Regions from separate parts of the Zea mays genome. Here region 2 is linked to region 1. The links are chromatin contacts, called in public Hi-C maps. All regions are on one chromosome and are shown on one strand. The core of a region is the stretch at or near the end of the contact, and the rest is flanking DNA. Distances in the headings are between cores, read along the strand shown. Region 1 holds the start of LOC100283810 (ATPP2-B12). Region 2 holds the start of LOC103654631 (autophagy-related protein 13b).

Region 1 (3,116 bases), core at 279-2,778:
ACCGCGCAACCCATGCCTCTCTGTCGCCAAGGTTTGCACCCGGGAGGACTATCGCACGCGAAGACACGAACCTCCCCACTGATCCTTATCCTTGAGCTCCTGCGTCGTTCGCCACCCAAGCTGGTTCGCCGCCGTCGCCGTCCCGGATCTCTTACGCCCCCTCCGTTGTAGATGAACACATCCGGAGGAGTGCAAGCTCATGGCGAAGCTTCACGTGCGAACCCAACATCGTCTTGTCGTCAGTGTCACCTGTGCGACGCACGCCGGCAACCCCTTCTCCATCGCCTGCCATCCTTCGTCGTCGAGCACCTTCGCCACTCGATCGATACCGGTGTGCAGGCATGCAGCCAGATAGTTTCGCTATAATGTTCTTTTTATCGTATCTTCTTCGTTATAGCTCCATTTGGACCTATTCTATTTTGCATTGCGTCCGTCGTGACCTAAATTACACGCTAGAGGAATCGTTTTACATCGTTCATGTTTGTAAAAATAAATTTAATATTAATTTGGTTGATTGCCTAATAAACATGCTTTGTTTAATGGAAAGCGACATAGAGGAGTTATAAGTCGTTGCTGCTGGTTCGTGTTCACGTTTTCTCTGAAATTTAATTTCACCCGGAAAAATTAAACAAATATGCCGTGGGTATCCAAAGTACTGCAAAAGCAATAATGTGAGAGAAATTCTCTAATATACCTAGATGTGTGCTAGAGTAGACACATCGTACTAGTTTGAGAGTCTAAAAAACTAGAGAGGATAAGAGGTACTAAAATCCTTTTTTTATTTAAAATTTAATAAGAATTGAATTTTAACCCATCCAATCTATTCGGTTTTGTAGCTCTTAAACTAGCTTGAAGTGGTGTTGTGTCGCCGTCCGTGATTATGCATGTCGATCTACGTGTACTCTGGCTAGGTTCCTCGAGACCTCGAAATTGCTTTGCTCGGTAGAACAACTTAGAAGCATTAAACTATAGATGCCGGACATAAGCAAACCTTGAGTCTTCGCGCACTATCCAGCGCCAGTAGTCCGGCGTGTCGACCCAGATAATAGCCATAGCCCTGGCCGCAATCATATAGGACTTGGCGCCGGTCTCCCTGTCCAGCCACGCGCTCTGCGAATCAGACTCACTTGCTCAGCCTCTCTCTCTTTCTCCTCTTTTATGTTTGTTTGTTTCTGATATATGAGTCAGCACAACCTACCATGAGGCCATCTTCAACGAGGGCATGGGTTTCAGAGAGGCGAAGGAAGAGCTCCTTCTTGGATCTTGGCGGAGGCGTCGGGTAGACGAGCGGGGCGAGGTCAGCCGGGAGGAAGCGTGACCACACGGTGTCGGAGTCGGCCGCGGCGCGGAACGCCGGCGACACCGTGGCGGCGATGCAGGCATCCCTCGGCCCCGCGGCGGCGCGGGAGATCACCGACACGAGGACGTCCGCTGGCAGCTGCTGAATGCCTTCCATCGGTTGCAGGTCTTGGTCGTCGGCGGCCGGTTTCGGTGCTTTATTACTTGGACAGGACAGGAGAGACTTGGTGGGTGGAAGAGTTTTGCTCTCACCAGGCCTTTTCAGGAGAGACTTGGTGGGTGGTTGGTGGGAGAAGACACTTGTGTAGACATGACACAATTTTACTGTAAATTTATGCACCGATGTCTCATAAACAGAAATACTTATGCCATTACTAGTAATTTTATATATGGAAGCTAAAGATTGCTTTGTAATTGATATGGGAGTTACAAATGTTGCTTTTGTGAACGTAATGAAATAATTATTAGACACCATTTTTTTTATTGTTAGGGCATGTACAATGGAGAGACACCAAAACGGATTTTCAAGCACTAGAGACAATTGAGAGACTTTATTATACAATAGAGTGTTTATAAATATAGTCTATTAATAAATGTATAAATGAATGTGTCTTAGAGTATCGGATCGATAGAGAAGACGAGGAATTCGTAACAAAAGCAAGTGAAGGCGTCTGTTACGATTTGGGTTACGAGTCAGACGTCTCTTCACGGAGAGATAGCTCCACGATTTTTTTACCCTTTTAGACACCTCAAGAGCCATCTATATTAAACATCATTGTAACTTTGTAAGTGCCCTTACCATGCTAGGATAACTTGAAGAGTTTTAAATATATGTACTGAGTTTTAAATATATGTACTGGGTTAACTGGTAGAGAATAGAAGAAGTTTGATATATATCTTCACAAGGAACCAACGGAGAAACAATAATAAACTTTGATTTCGATTTTCTTCAAGAAGTTGTTGAAATATAGTATTTGTTATTTCTATTCAAGCTGAATTTACTGTACAAACTTAGGCCGCCTTTAGAACAAAGAAAAATTTCTTGAATCGTACGTTTTTTTTTTGCCTGTCGTTCCAAAGAAGCGCTTAGATGGATGCGGACGATCCAATTTTTCTTCAACCTCCTTACAATTAATTGAGGCCGCTGCTTTTTCTTGTGTCTGGCGGTCCTGTGACCAAGTTGTCTCCCCAATCAACTTGGCAGTAGGTGATCTTTCGCTGTTTTGACAAAATGGATATGACTGGCCATCTGCTGATCCAATAATTCCTTTTTAATTCCCGCCCTCCTTCGCTCGCACTCGCACACTACTGGAGGGGGGCAGGGCAGAGCAGAGCAGAGCAGCCGCAGCCATGGTGCATGTAGGGGAGATGCTGGCCTCGGCCGTCATTAAGGAAGTTGTTCGCAGGCTGCCTGCGCTGCTCCAGGCTCCCGTCAAAGGTCCGGCAAAGATGATCCGGAGCTTCAGGGAGGACCTCGACGAGATGAAAATGACGCTCGAGTCCATCAAGGCAACCATGGCGGAAGCAGAGCAGCGGTCTATCAACGACGAGACCGCGCGGCTGTGGCTCAAACGGCTCAAGAGGGCAGCCTATGATATCTCTGATATGTTTGATGAGTTCGAACACGGCAGCCCACCGGGCAAGAAGCTGCAGGGCCCTAGTTGGTTCGAGGTATGCATGCACGCACGCACGTATTAAACCTATACATATACTGCGGTATATACATTTGTAACCCTTGGATCTGTCTATTTGCATATGCATGCTTTCACGCCAAAATATGTAGACTTGGTAACTTGATGAATGAATTGTTTGAACAG
Region 2 (2,908 bases), core at 379-2,878, 190 kb before region 1:
TCTGGTGTCATCTATTCATCCTCTATGGGTGACTATCATTATGTTTTCTCATAGTTGACTTCTTAAAGCCGAATGCTAATGACTCTTAGTAATTAGGATATTTTTGGATTTGTGTATCTTATAATAAGAGATAAATATAGAATTAAGAAAATGTTCTATCTTGCGGGAAGATGTGCTACCTTAAAAACAGAGTGTTCTTATGGAGAAAAGTATAAAACATGTTCTAGCCTCATGAAGAAAATCTTCTAGCTTCACTAGGGATCTATCACACCCGAATTTAAGGGCAAACCAGGGCGCGAATCAAATGTGTGCTAGGGTCAAGTCTCACACATATGATGAATCATGGTACAAAAACGAACGTCACATCTTTACTATATAATAGGAGTTCTATACAAAATAGCTAAATAATTACATCATATGAAGACAACGATCCTCAGCAACCATAGTTGACTGGGAGACGACGACCTAGACTTCTCACGAACTCATTGCAACATCTTTCATGCTCCTCATCTTGGCGGTATGTATCCTTGACCTGTGTGGGGGGGGGGGTGTGAGTACATCAAGGATGAGCTCACATACGTTCATCGCTCAACAAGTTGTGAGGAATAATGTGCATGATCTCACTTATGGTGGGGGCTCATGTGAAGTGTAAGTCCTACCAACGAAGATGGTTAAAGCTGAGCATTGCTTTTAAAGTTGGTCAAAGTTTTATTAGCATTTACTAAGTATAAGTGTATACCAACCCAATTAAATAAATGATCACAATTAATAATAAATCTCACAATGCAATGCAAATGACAGATTAAGTTTAATTCCATAATTTACTGATGTGAGTGTTCGAGCCGCTCATGACCGTGAGCACGTCGGTCTTCTAAGGAGGGGGGGTGGATTGTGATATCCTGGCCCCAGGGGATGGTGATATCCTGACCCAAGGCTTGATAGAATTAATAGAGTACTCATATCAATGTGGTGCATCTTATTTTTCGGAAGCCTATATCGAAAGAACCTCCAAATTAAGCGTGCTTGACTTGGAACAATTTGGAATAAGTGACCGAACGAGAAGTTTTCTTGGGTGTGGATGAGTGAGGACAAATTACGTCCAAAATACCCTTGTTGGTCTGTGGAGACAATATGTGATCTTAAAGAGCTGTTAGGAGTAAGTAGCGCCGGTCCGAAAGTGGACGGAGTGTTACAGGATCCATTGTAGCCTCATAAGAAAATTTCTAAGCTTCATAGCCAAAATAATGTATTTTAGGATAAATTTATTCCAGCACAATGAGAAAATTTGTTCTACCATCACCATAAAAATGCCACAAATTTTGGACAAAAATACTCATGGTACATTTTTCTGAAATAAAAAAGATTATAAGAACAAACCAGAATATAAAGTTCAAAAACCAGCAGTTTACAATAGGTTAGTGACGGAAGAAGAGAAAAGTCTTTACTAGTGAATTTAAAAAGCAGAGATAATTATTAATGAAAAGTTATAATAATGAAACAGTTGGGATAAAAATTAAAAAATGTTAAGGAAAAAAAGAACCAAGTGTCTTGGTAGAAGAAAGAAAAATAAAGAAAAGTAACGGAGAAAGAATAATGTTCTTCCTCCAGTTGGACCGCTTTCTCTGATGAACGAGCGTAGCTACGCACGTGCACCTGCAGAAAAAGATAAAGAGGAATCGGCCCAGTAGCACGAGCAGAGAATAAGGAACATCCCCACCTGTTTTCTGTTTCTCTTCTTCACTACACCTGGCGTGCGCGTGCGCGATCATTAGGGCGGCCGCCGCCGCCCAGGTCTTCGTCGGGCCCTTTGCCCGCCACAAGAACCCAGCACACCAGGTTCGTCCCCGTCCCTCTCTTCCTTTTCCTTTCCTTTATGCTGTGCAATATTGAACACCGAACCCTAACTTGAGCTGTGTGGCTATTTGTTTGCGGATCTGATCTAATCACTACTGTATACATGTATTATGCCTACTCACCGGTTCATGCTCTTTATTGGGTCCGCCCCTGCTGTCTGGTGTCGTACTGATTCAGTTCATCCATCCACTTGCAGCCCGATTAGGTTGTTCTTTACGGTTACGGAGCAAGATCCATTTAGCCATGGTGCTGCCGCAGTTCGCTTTTCAGAAGTTTTGGGTCTTCAATTGAACCCTTGAGTTTAAGTCCGAGCAGCCACACAACCATGGCTGTGGCTGCCGGCGTGTCGGAACCACCAATTGTGGAGCAAGTGATCACTGAATTCTTTGCCAAGAGCCTCCACATCATCCTGGAGTCGCGCTCACCCTACGACTCATCGCGGAACTTCATACGACCCTCCCCACCGTCGTCACCACTGGCTGGCAGCCAGCCGCGTGACCGGTGGTTCAATCTTGCTCTCCGGGACTGCCCTGCCGCACTTGAGAATTTTGACCTATGGAGACAGAGCAACCTTGAGCCTCTGGTCATTGACATTGTCCTCCTTCAACGTGACAATACCAAAACCACCAGTGTCGGGGCCAGCAGGATCATTGAGAGGTGGATAATAAAGTATGAAACTAGCAGATCTGGAAATATTATCAAGAACAGTGGCAAGAAAGCTAGAAGCGGCTCTTCTCAGGATCATAGCTTGTACAGGAGGGCATACAGTGGGTCAACAGTGTTATTCCGGTCATTATATCTGGTTGTCAGGCTCTTGCCAGCATACCATCTTTTTCAGGAGCTCAATTCATCTGGAAGGATCTGTCCCTTGAACCTCTCACACAAGATTTCATCATTTGTTGAGCCATTCACCCGCGCAGAGGACGCAGAGATGAAACACTATGCATTTGCTCCGATTGAAACTCTGTTTGGTTCCTTAAGCTTGTCAGTTTCGTATGTGCCAGTGCTGGACTTGGCTGCAGTACCAGAGCAATCCTCACCGATGCCACCAGAG

Evidence for each region. Hi-C and Micro-C count contacts between places; a contact is called where the count stands out from the background.
Region 2: a Hi-C map of leaf shows a contact between it and region 1, with 1.8 times the contacts expected there. The contact joins the promoter of LOC103654631 here to the promoter of LOC100283810 in region 1. A contact is called at or near these places in 7 of 25 Hi-C or Micro-C datasets (ear, leaf, tassel and 1 more).

Annotation. Positions count from the first base shown.
Region 1 is chr4:220,759,111-220,762,226 of Zm-B73-REFERENCE-NAM-5.0, reverse strand. LOC100283810 (ATPP2-B12) reads right to left here and starts at 1,528. Exons shown (of 3, transcript NM_001156708.1): 1 at 1,199-1,528; 2 at 992-1,110. The coding sequence starts at 1,456. It overlaps LOC100275648, which reads left to right and starts at 2,600. Exons shown (of 5, transcript NM_001353763.1): 1 at 2,600-2,970. The coding sequence starts at 2,650.
Region 2 is chr4:220,951,697-220,954,604 of Zm-B73-REFERENCE-NAM-5.0, reverse strand. It overlaps LOC103654631 (autophagy-related protein 13b), which reads left to right and starts at 1,628. Exons shown (of 4, transcript XM_008681474.3): 1 at 1,628-1,836; 2 at 2,051-2,908. The coding sequence starts at 2,180.